2 separate regions of the Sus scrofa genome follow, and region 1 is linked to region 2. A link is a contact called in public promoter capture Hi-C data. All regions are on one chromosome and are shown on one strand. Each heading gives the region's core, a stretch centred on a gene start, on an enhancer-like site or on the middle of the called end of the contact. The rest is flanking DNA. Distances are from core to core; before and after follow the strand shown. Region 1 holds the start of LOC110261410. Region 2 holds the start of GPBP1L1 (vasculin-like protein 1).

The links. Promoter capture Hi-C pulls out the DNA fragments that hold promoters and counts their contacts.
Region 1: a promoter capture Hi-C map of liver shows a contact between it and region 2, with 2.4 times the contacts expected there. The contact joins the promoter of LOC110261410 here to the promoter of GPBP1L1 in region 2. A contact is called at or near these places in 1 of 5 promoter capture datasets (liver) and 3 of 47 Hi-C or Micro-C datasets (alveolar macrophages, embryonic fibroblasts and skeletal muscle).

What each region holds. Positions count from the first base shown.
Region 1 is chr6:165,864,132-165,869,916 of Sscrofa11.1, reverse strand. It overlaps LOC110261410, which reads right to left and starts at 4,051. Exons shown (of 9, transcript XM_021097629.1): 1 at 3,886-4,051; 2 at 2,782-2,815; 3 at 2,415-2,452; 4 at 2,215-2,302; 5 at 1,886-2,072; 6 at 1,705-1,768; 7 at 964-1,412; 8 at 536-670. The coding sequence starts at 4,051. The coding sequence ends at 1,105. It overlaps MMACHC (methylmalonic aciduria (cobalamin deficiency) cblC type, with homocystinuria), which reads left to right and starts at 4,243. Exons shown (of 4, transcript NM_001244776.1): 1 at 4,243-4,340. The coding sequence starts at 4,260.
Region 2 is chr6:165,705,505-165,711,414 of Sscrofa11.1, reverse strand. GPBP1L1 (vasculin-like protein 1) reads right to left here and starts at 2,451. Exons shown (of 12, transcript XM_021096736.1): 1 at 2,219-2,451. It overlaps TMEM69 (transmembrane protein 69), which reads left to right and starts at 2,432. Exons shown (of 3, transcript XM_021096737.1): 1 at 2,432-2,569; 2 at 4,323-4,462; 3 at 5,795-5,910. The coding sequence starts at 4,409.

The DNA of each region.
Region 1 (5,785 bases), core at 2,802-5,301, 160 kb before region 2:
ACCATGAGGTTGCGGGTTCGATCCCTGCCCTTGCTCAGTGGGTTAACGATCCGGTGTTGCCGTGAGCTGTGGTGTAGGTTGCAGACGCGGCTCGGATCCCACGTTGCTGTGGCTCTGGCGTAGGCTGGCAGCTGCAGCTCCGATTTGACCCCTAGCCTGGGAACCTTCCATATGCCGCAGGAGCGGCCCAAGAAATGGCAAAAAGACAAAAAAAAAAAAAAAAAAAAGATTCATCTTCCCAGAGTACCTGTTGTGGCTCAGTGGTTAACAAACCCAACTGGGATCCATGAAGATGCAGGTTCGATTCCTGGCCTTACTCAGTGGGTTAAGGATCCAGCGTTGCCGTGAGCTGTGGTGTAGGTCACAGACACAGATGGGATCCAGCATTGCTGTGGCTATGGGGTAGGCTGGCAGCTGTGGCTCCAACTGGACCCCTAGCCTGGGAACCTCCACGTGCCACAGGAGTCGCCCTAAAAAGGAAAAAAAAAAAAAAAAAAAAAGATTCCACTTCCCCAGATCCCTGCCTTACACCCACCTAGCTTCCTTTAAAAGTTCCCAGCTAATGTCTCTGTCTGAAAAGCTAACTTCAGAGCTAGATGAAGAAAGAGACACGGTGACAGTGGCAGCCAGGGACAGCGACAGCTTAGATTGGAGGACGTGAACGGAGGTCCTGCAGCGGGAAAGAATCAGAGGCAGAGACGGTGATGGTGGGTCAAAGGAGACTCCCAGCACAGCCTTCCTGAGGCTAGGACTCCACTCTCCTCCCCTTCATCCTCCAGTTACACAGAGATACCTCAGTAAATAGGTATGTGTGTCAAGAGTGCCCAGTACTGCCCCCATGCACTGGAGCCCCTACCATCCCACCAGCCCATGTCACACCTAGGATGACTGAACTTTAGTCCCCAGTACCTGGCCTCCCGCGAAACAATCCCTTCTACTGCCACAAGCACCCACATTCCTGACCTGAGGAGGCTGTGCTCCAGCCCGGCATCCTGCACGTCTGTCCTGGCAGCCTCCAGTGGGTAACCTTTGCCCTCCTGGTCATTTGGCAGCTGATCTGCCAGACCATGGCTCAGGTAGGACCAAGGCTTTCTCTCTCCAGGATTAGCACCCCACCCCCACAACTAGCCTCTTCGGCCCCCTCGGAATCCTCATGTGGACAAAGACAGTTCCTCGTAGACTGAAGCAGAGGGCTTGGGAAGAAGAGCTTTGGAGGGAGGAGGAATCAGCACAGGGAAGAGAAGGAAAGAGACAGGGGGTAGGAGAGGGCATCCTGGCCCGCCTGCAAAACAGGATAGAGAAAGGAAGGAAGATATGAACACACAGGTCCAATTCTGGTCCTACCTTCCAGCTGCAGGCCTCTGCTTGCTGCCCGTCAGTCATCTGTTTCAGCAGCAGCTCCCGGTACTGGCCTGCAAATGAAAGAAAATGTAAGGGGGTCATTCTCCAACTTCTTTCTTCCGCCGCCTTGTGCCCAGCCTGGCGCTGAACAATGGGACAGAAGCATTCTGGTCCAGCTTTTGGGCAGTTTCCAAGCTGACTAGGAAGACTAGACTCACGTCATAAGAGGTAAGACAAAAATACGAGGCCACATTTCTGGGTGACGCAAACAGTCGGAGCTATGGCCATTTATTAGGAAAGCAAGAAGGAATTCCAGAAAAGGGAACAGGTGAGTTCATACACACCTCCAATCTTTTTACTCACTCAGCTGGACCCACCGCAACTTCACTTCCTCCTCCAGAATCTCTGACTCCTCCCGTAGCAGTTGCTGCCCACGGGGATGACAGAAGTGTCATTCCAAAGGCAATTAACCAGCCCAGAGAAGGCTACCAGAGTAACAAGAGTTCAGAGGCCTACAGAAAGCTAGGTTTTGCCCATCACTCACTCGTTCTGCAGCTCTGGCTGAAGGCCCCTGGTAGCACTGCACTTTGGTGGTCCCATCTGTATTTGGGCTCAGGCCTGTACCTGCACCTGGCTTCGAGGTCACTGTATTTCCCTTCGCAGCCCCTCCAAACGTTGCTCCAGGAGAAAGGCCCTTCACTCTGGGGCCCCCTGCCACAACCTTAGTGATTCTATAGTGGGACAAGTTGGGGAAGAACTTTACACACGAGCCTAGAGACTCCACTTGCAAATCGAGATACAAGGGCACATACAACAAGTGCAACAAAATGTGTGCCCACATATGAGGCTGTGTGCATGAAGAAAAGAACTGACCGGATACCTTCCAGGGCACAGATCTGATACTTCCACCGTTCTTTCTCTTCCAGAGGGCCCTGCACAGCCTGTCTGAGTGCCTTAGTCCCTACCCAGGCAGAAAACCGCATGAGTTACTGTATGTAAGGCGCTTCCCCAACACCTGGCACCCTCCTCTCACACAAACCCCAAACATACACACCTAGGACTCCATGTCTCACCTGAGCCTGGGATTGAAGATGGGATTGAAGAATAGTAACTTCAGCCCAAAGAGAAGATGCATTATGGACCTCAGCCCAAATCAGCCTCTCTGGGACAATGGCAATCTCTAGAGCCCAAGGCTGTTGAGCTTGGACTCCTGTCTAGGAAGGCAAGTGACGAGGGGAAATCCGAGTCCCAGCCAGGTCTCCTGCAGAAGGAATAAGGCAAAGTCAGTGCAAAGTCTATTAGAGGGAGGGGGAGGACTGATGTTTGCTCAGGAAAGGAAAAAGCTGAATTTGTAAGGAATAGTGGTACAGGCACCAATAAAAGGCAGATCCTGGAAAGAGAAAAGGCTGGCGGGTAAGTAGGAAAAGGAACAATACTTACCTGCGGTGGAGACCCCAAAGGAATACAGCTGCTGCTACAAAACAAAGAAGGGCACAGGCCAATGAGTTCTTGGTGTTCCTTAACCCACTACCTTAATCCGGGGGCAGGGGCCTCAGGTGCCCCCTCGTCTTAATCCTGGCCACATTTCCGTCAGTAGCTTTTTTTTTTTTTTTTTTTTTGGTCTTTTCTAGGGGCCACTCCCTCGGCATATGGATGTTCCCAGGCTAGGGGCCGAATCGGAGCAATAGCTGCCGGCCTACACCACAACCACAGCAACTCGGGATCCGAGCTACACCACAGCTCAGGGCAACGCTGGATCGTTAACCCACTGAGCGGGGCCAGGGATGGAACCCGCAACCTCATGGTCGGATTCGTTAACCACCGAGCCAGGACAGGAACTCCCGGTCAGTAGCATTGAGAAGCGTGTCGAGCTGCTCAAAGTCTGGTTCCTTCTCATAGCCTGAGGCAGTGGTCTGGGTCCCTAGAGCCTTACGCCCTTGCTCTCCCAACCCGGGACATCCGAGGCAAAGCCCGGGAAAGGCCAGAACGTCAGCTCGAAAGAGATGAGTGGGTACGCAATACTAAAAGTAAGGATGCTGGAGTTCCCATCGTGGCGCAGCGGTTAACGAATCCGACTAGGAACCATGAGGTTGCGGGTTCGGTCCCTGCCCTTGCTCAGTGGGTTAAGGATCCGGCGTTGCCGTGGGCTGTGGTGTAGGTTGCAGACACGGCTCGGATCCCGCGTTGCTGTGGCTCTGGCGTAGGCCAGGGGCTACAGCTCCGATTAGACCCCTAGCCTGGGAACCTCCATATGCCGCGGGAGTGGCCCAAAAAAAATAGCAAAAAGACAAAAATAATGATAATAATAAAAAATAAAATAAAAAAATAAAAGTAAGGATGCAATATTAGACCAAAATTAAGCCTCAGGGACTCGTCAGGGGAGCAGCGTCCTTGGGGAACTGGGGTACAAGAGGGTTACCCTGATACAGATACCAGGGGGGAGTTGAAGATGCTGAATCTTGGTCGAGACCTCCGCAGACGCAGGACACTGGCGCGATTACACCGAATCTAAGGCAGCGACTCCTGCCGCCACCCTGTTCGAACCTATGACACTCCGGGAAAGCCAGACTTTGGACTGGCCTCCGCGGCGCCGATTGGGAAACTGAGTTCGCCCCACACGGAGACAACCGGCAGCAGAAGAAGGCTGCCAAGCTACATTTTTCTGGAAGCGTTTAACACGCGCATTAGCACATACACACACCCCCACCATGCCGCGAAACAGTCTTTCTGATTTTGTAGCCGCCGCGTCTAAGGACCAAATGAACTACGTGTCCCAGGATGCATCGCGCAGAGCCAACGATGTTCCGCTGCAGATCCAGTAGCTCTTGGGAAATGGAGTTCAAGCTACCTCGACGTTTAACGGCCCGCGTTGGCCTTCAAACTCCATTTCCCAGCAGGCTCAGCGTGTAGCGTGCGCTATGGAGCCCCATGTCGCAGAGCTGAAGCAGAGGATTGAGGACACGTTATGCCCTTTTGGCTTCGAAATTTACCCCTTCCAGGTTGGTTTATCCCTACCGCGGTGCTAGGGCAAAACGTATGATTAGCCTCGGTGCCACTGGCCTCTATTCTTTCCCGAGCTCCCCCGGCCGCGTGTCCGTCTGACCTACCGGGAGAGGGTGTCAACGGGCGCTTAAGTTCAAAGGGTAGAGAAGCGTTGCACGTTTGTCCTTTTACCCTCATATATTGCCGGACTGATGAGCAGGAGACACCACATGATCAGTAACCTTGTGGCCTTGTCACCTACGCAGTTTACATAGGGGCCAGAGTCACTTTGGAAGCTTCCCGAAGGAGTTAGGAGAGGGCAACGTCTGAAAGATTTGCATGGCTAGAATTTAGGTCATCTCATGAGGGAAGGACATTCCTGGGGTTGAACAAGCAAATGATTGGCTGGTCTGTCCCATCTACCAACCAAAGGAGGGATTCATGAAGTTGCCAATTACTAGGACCCGTCTGAGTACAGAGACTGCATACTTACCTGACACACAAGTCTAGCATCACCACCTACCGTTTTGCACATAGGTCCATTTCCCCATATCCATTGCCTCCTGCACTGAGCCCTCTGCTTGGAAACAAAGCTGATTAAACTCAGCTTGAGCCTTTTGCCTGATGCTTAAGAGGCAGCCCACTCCCACAACCTTCCAATGAGTGGCCCCTAAGCAGTGCTGGGTAATGATATAGAGGAAGAGGTAGGTTGGGTTTAGAGTGAGAGAGCCTTCTCTGAAACAGTGGAGTTGAGCTGTATATGAAAAAATAGATTGGAAGGAAGGACAGTTATATACATCGCAAATGTCAGGAATAGCTTGAGTAAAGGTGTGGAGGTAGTAGTGGTGGCTGGCAGGTATGGGGGAGAGTGGGGATGCGTATCTGGTGTGATCAGGCAGGCCTGGGTGGTGGGGGCTGTGGTATTGAACTGTGCCATCTATAGTCCTGCCAGTCATCCTAGGCTCCTCCATCTCTCACCTCCCCAACCCTACATCCAGTCAGCCACTGGGCCCTTTAGGAATCTGTCTGCTGCATCTTCCAAATCCATTCCTTCCCATTGAACACATCTATGCCCTGGTCCAGGCCAGTTTTTTGGGGGCCACACCCACGGTATGTGGAAGTTCCCAGGCCAGGTACTGAACCTACACCACAGTAGTGACCCAAGCCACAGTAATGATGCCAGATCCTTACCTGCTGAGCCACTAGGGAATGCCATAGGCCACTATTTCTCATCGAGATTACTGCGATAACCTCCTGCTGTCACTTCGCCTCCCTTCCATCCTCCACACTGCAGCCAGAGTGACCTGAAACTGATTATGTCAGTTTACTTCTTAGATCTTCAAGGGCTAATCCCTCATTGTCACCAAATTAGACCCATATTCCTTAAATTGATATTCAAAGGCCAGTCACCATCTCTCACTCTTAGTGATCTCTCCAGGCGTCTCTCTCTCTGCTTCCCACT
Region 2 (5,910 bases), core at 1,202-3,701:
GGGACACGGGGCAAGTGGGGGAGGGAGGCAAAGCTCTCCGTTTCCCCGCAAAGACCCCACGTTTGCCTCACTCGCTTTCTTCCTTAGACTTTCCATCCCTGGAAAACAAAAGCCCTCGGCGCTCACTTAGGAAGGGAAGAAAGAGACACCCGGGCACCAGGCTGCTGAGCCACCACCGAGACGGACCGCCTGGAGGGGAGCCAGGGAGCCGCAGGTGAGCACGGCGACCCCAAGACCGAAGTTGAAGCGGGAGCGCTCAGGCGGAGCCGCGCCGACGCTCGCGGGCACGGCTGCCCGCGCCGGGCGAGGTGCGGCGTCGGAACCGCACGACGCGTGGGCTCGCCCCCGGCTCCCCGGACCGACCTACACCCAACCACCTGTGTGAGAGCCTCCCGCAACTTGCTGCAACAGCCGCTCGGTCGGGGACCGGGCGGAGGCCCGCGCCGGACGACGCGAGATCCCCCCCCCGCCCAGGTGTCCGCAACGCGCACTCACCGGGCAGCCGCGGAGCTCCAGCTAGGGGCCAGTCGCGGCGTCTCAGGGCGCGTCCCCCGCTTCCTGCTCCCGCGGAGGTGAAGAGCCCACAACCATAACAAAGCTCTTCCCAAAATGGCTGCCCGGCCCACACGGCCCAGGAGGGGCAGAGCGGGCGCAGGGGGAGGAGCGAAGGCCAGCCCGGCCCCCCCGCCCGGCCCCGCCTCTGACACGCCCCCTCGCTTGCCCCGCCCACAGGCGCGCACGCGCACGGGCGCTGCTCGGGCGACCGCCGCCGGCGCTCCGAGCGCCAACGTGCGGCCGCGAGAACAGCGGTTGTCCCTCGCCCCGCCCCCAGCCCTCCCTCCGCAGCGGCTTGCGGCCGTGCCCGGTCGCCCCCGCCCCTCTGCAGGGGAGAACCCTGCTTTTCCGCGCGCCGCCTTAGAGGCGGAGATCAACTGGGTTTGATACTCCCCTTCCATTGCCTCTCCCGACACTCGGGCCTGGGCGCGTGCGAACGAGTGGGTGGGTGTGTACGGTGTGCCCGTTTCAACACGCCCCTTCGTCCTGCACACCCCACCTCTGGGGAAGCACGCCTCTCCGAACTACCTCTACAGGTGCTCACCGGTAGGCGTGTGTGTTTGCCGACCCCTTCCCACTTTCGGCTCCTGCCTTCCACGTGCGCGCGCGTCGCTAAGACTCCAGCCCCCAGCGGGCCTCGCTGCCGGGCTCTGGAGTCCTGCGCGGCTGGGCCCGAGGCGTTGCCCACTGGGAGTGCTAGTTCCGCCCGACCGCTGGCGTCACGCCCCTGTCCCAGCACCGGGAGGATTTCGGGTCTGAGTCTGCTCCCGTGCCAGGGCGGAGAAGCTGTTTCTCTGACCCAAAGTTTCATTGGGTGTCGCGTAACGGGAAGGGGCGGCGCTGCCATGACGGAGGAGGAAATAAAAGTGAAAGCCGATAGCGGCTGGAAGGGGTTAGCATCAGGAAGAATGTGCTGTGAGCCCGTTCTGCACGCGAAGCTAAACCTTGAGAGAGCTGGTAACCAGGAAGCTAGACTACATAGAATCTGGAGGAATGTGAAACTGGCCATCCTGGGCCGGTTCAGGTCTCCCATTGTCTTCAGACAGATACGTCTAGTGGTGCTTCCTTTTTTTTTTTTTTTTCCAGCCGCACTCGCGGCGTAGGAAAGTGCTCTGGTCAGGGATTCATTCCGAGCCAGAGCTGCGACTTACGCCATAGCTGCAGCAAGGAGAGATCCTTAACCCATTGCAGTGGGCTGGGCATCCAACTGGCACCTCTACAGAGACAAGTGGGGTCATTAACCAGCTGTGCCACAGCGGGAACTCCCGATGACAGACTGAAATTGAAGCTCAGAGAAGGGAAGGGACTTGCTCAAGGTCACCTAGCTCACAAACAAAAGTTAAAGCGGAGAGCGACAGGAGGAATAATCTAACTTCCGGGTCACCCTCAAGCCCAAGACTCTTACCACGTCTTTCATGGAAGTGAAAGTCCTGCCCCGGTGCTTTTTATTTCTTAACTAAGTTTTCAGTTAGCAGCAAAGAAAATGAAGTGGAAACAGGTGTTTGTTTTCTTAGCTAGTATTAGTTCAGGACCCCAATGAGAAGGGAGATGTGCCCCGTTGATCCTAGAAACTTTGTTGTTACGCAAAGTAAAAAAATGAATTCCAGAGATAGCAAGCAATTTGGCCAAGTCATACTTGGCCTAGACTCCAAATCTCTCCTACCTTGCTCCACCACCATCACTCTGAGATGGTTCCAGTAGTTTCACTCCACCTTCCCGAACTCTGCGGAGCAGATTCTTCTGGCTGGGAAACCTGGAATAGAAAGGCAAGGACCGTTCAGATGCCCTAAGAATTCCAAAGCCGGCTTTCACTAGAATCAAGATGTTAGAGTCCAAGACAGAAAGCCTGGAATTGGGAACCAGTTAGGGGTGGTTAGGTCTCCAGCCGGACTGATTTTTTTCCGGCTCCCAGGAAGTGGGAGGCTAATAACCCCCACTTGCCGGAAGTGCTTTTTCCAGAGAGCCTGGCCAATCTTGCAGCTCAGCTTTCCACCTCCCCGCGCGACGCTGGCAAGTAAGTAACAGCGCTGCTGCGACCAGTGCAGGTTGGGAAAGGGGGGCACCAAGCCTTCAGAGTAAAACTGAAACCGCAGGCACAGTTGGGCACAGTTTCCCGAGGATCTTTGCATCCAGACCCCGCCTTCCCTTTTCTCTGCTGTCGGCGCTGAGACTTGCATTTTGCAACTCTTATATTTGAGGCAGTGGAAACCTTGAGCTTTTTCACCAAAATTGAGCAGATTAACACTTGGGGCTTTGTCCTTTAAACCCCTCACCAGTTGCCGTCCTCAGGCTTTTAGGGTGTCACTTTTTCGCTTCAATACTCTTGAGATGGGAAGCACATGTCACCTTGCATAGAAAGTTCGAAAGGTTGAGGGAGCATTAAGCTTTTTAATGGGGTGATTTTGAACAAAGGTGAATGTGTGGGCCATGCGGATACGTGTGTCTGGGAGTCAGGAGTAGATGTGTGTTATCTAACCTCTGCTCAGAGGCCAGAGATAAACGTCCTGCTTGCTTCCTTATTCATAGAATGAAGACACTGACTGGCTGGTGTACAGAATTTCTTGACCCAGCCCTAAGATCTGTAGTCAAGAAATTAGTTCACCAAGTTTTTTAATCAAGCAGCAACTGTGGGGTTTGGATTTTTAGACACCTCATTCTTCTGGTTAAGAATGGAACTCATGTAAACATGATAGATGTAGATTCATATTTTCACACAGCCACTTACTGGGCTGCTTATATTGTGTAAGGTGGGAATAATAGCTAATATTTTTTGAGTGCCTACTTTGTGTTAGGAACAGTTGTCAGCTCTTTACATGTATTGACTTTTTTTTTTTTTTAAAAATACAAAGACCCTATGTAGTTATTATAAGCCTTGTAGATGAGTGAACTGCACCATAGCCAGCTTAAATAATTTGTCCAAAGTGATATAGCTAATACTATGTTGGAGCCAGGATTCCAAACCAGATTATTTGACTCAAGTCTGCACTCTAACTTAACAGGCAATACTGTTTCCAGCACCAAGTTGATGAGGTCATTGTATTGAATGAGTTAGTGCATATAAAACACATAGTTACAGTGCCTGCTAAATTGTATTGATTGCTACTATCATTACTTTGAGCTGTAAACTACAAAGCCCCAAAACATACCTTAAGGGAAAAAAAAAAAAAAAGCAGAGAAGCTATATGACTTTCAGTGTTTTGTCTTTTTTTCTTCGGCCGCACCCGTATGGAAGTCCCAGGCTAGAGGTCGAATTGGAGCTGTAGCCACCAACCTACGCCAGAACCACAGCAACTCGGGATTTGAGTTGTGTCTGTGACCCATACACCACAGCTCACAGCAACGCCAGATCCTTAACCCACTGAGCGAGGCCAGGGATCGAACCTGCAACCTCATGGTTCCTAGTTGGATTTGTTAACCACTGAGCCACAACGGGAACTCCTATGACTTCCAGTGTTAAAGATGAGAAAGCTGCACTCCAAGGAAACAATTTACTCAAGGTCACACAGCTGGGAAATGAGGGAGGCATTTGTAAAACCCAGATCTATTGTCTCTATGCATTAATTACGTTGTAATACCAGACATCAAAAGCTTAAAAAAATGGTTCAGAGAAGAAAAGGATCTATTAATATGTTAACTGATTTTTTGAAAACATTAGTGATTGTTTTCCAAGGAAACTGTGTTATATGGAAGAAATCCTCCCGAATTACTACTTTTAAAAAACTATGTATAAAATGAAGAAAATAAATGACATCTTATTTTGTACATAGCAGCATGCTTCTGATTAAGACCCTCCAGTTAGCTGTAAAAATACATTAATCAGAACTGCCTGGCATCTTCCTAAGCAAGACTCTCAATGAGGCCCAATATGCTTCGCTTCATCCAGAAGTTTTCTCGAGCATCTTCAAAGGTTAGTTTATTCAGCAAATATTTGAGCACTACTTTCCAGGCATTGCTTGGCTAGGCAATAGCAGTGAAGAAGAAAAAAATCCTTTCCTCTTATATTCTGGTTGAAATGTTTGCTGTGTCAAGTGTTACATGCTATAGAGAACTTTAGAGCAGGGAGGGGGAATAGAGAACAGTAGACTTAAGGATTGCATTTACAAGCAGGGTGATCAGCAGTGAGGGAAGGAGCCATGCAAGTAGCTCAGGGAAGAACATTCTATACAAAAAGAAAAAAAGAGGAGTTCCTGCTGTGGCACAATGGGTTAATGATCTGGCTTGTCTCCATGGAGGCACTGGTTCAATCCCTAGCCCAGCACAGCGGGTTAAGGATCCAGCATTGCTACAGATGTGGCACAGGTTGCAGCTCTGGCTCCAGTTTGATCCCTGGCCTGGGAACTTCCACGTGCTGCAGGTCCAGCTGAAAAAGAAAAAAGATGGAATCATTCCTAGCATTTTGGGTAATCACCAAGATTCTTAAATAACTATTCCATTTTTTCTTTCATCCAACATTTTTTTTTTTTTTTGAGTTACTCTTGATCTGTTTATCTGTTGAAATATGGAATCTTCTCACTAAAGCCCAGAATCAGCAGGGTTATTGCTTTGGCCATGTACCATGAAAGGCATTGGGGATTTTTTAAGGCAAAGAAAAAAATTATGGTCCTCGCCCTTGAACCTACTGAGACAGACAAGTAAACACATGATTTTAATTCACTGTGAGAATTATGATGAAAGTGTGCATGGTGTTTTTACTTATTGGGAGTATTAAATCAGATTGGAGAAAGCTTCAAGCTGAATTTTGAAAGATAAGACAAGTTCCCTAGATAGAAAAGTGGTAATCTAGAATTCTAGGCATAGACAGAAAGGCATGAAGCTGTGAAAAGTATACAGTGTCTAAGGCCTAATTTTCTCTACATAGAATAGCATTCCCACAGTAATTAGTGCTGCTTCTTTTGCAATCTATAAATAGAAGAGGCAGTTTAGAATGACAGAAACTGAAAGACCTAGTCTACCTGTTCCTCCTTCAGATAATTTTTTCATGGGAAAAGGTAAGTAGTAGGCTGAAACATATCACTGGTTCAGTAGTTTCTTTTGCATGACTATTTGCTGTTTAATAGTCTTTGCCAGCAGTAATAATACTCTGTACTCCAACCCTTAAGTTCAATGTGCTAACAGAAAGCAGATGGTTTGTTTTTATATTGTTTCAGATTGGGACTAAAACATTTGGTCATGCCTATTTTTTTAATCTGTTTTTTGTGTGCTTGTTTGTTTTAATTTTCTGCTTCTGTTTTCTCTGTAGATGCTGAAGTACCCTTCCACAGTCGGACTAGGAGCCAGTGGGAGAATAGAAACACTTTGTTACAAGACAAGTCTCCAGCAGAACTTTCCCCGTTTGTTTCCAAGGCCTTGGCTTTT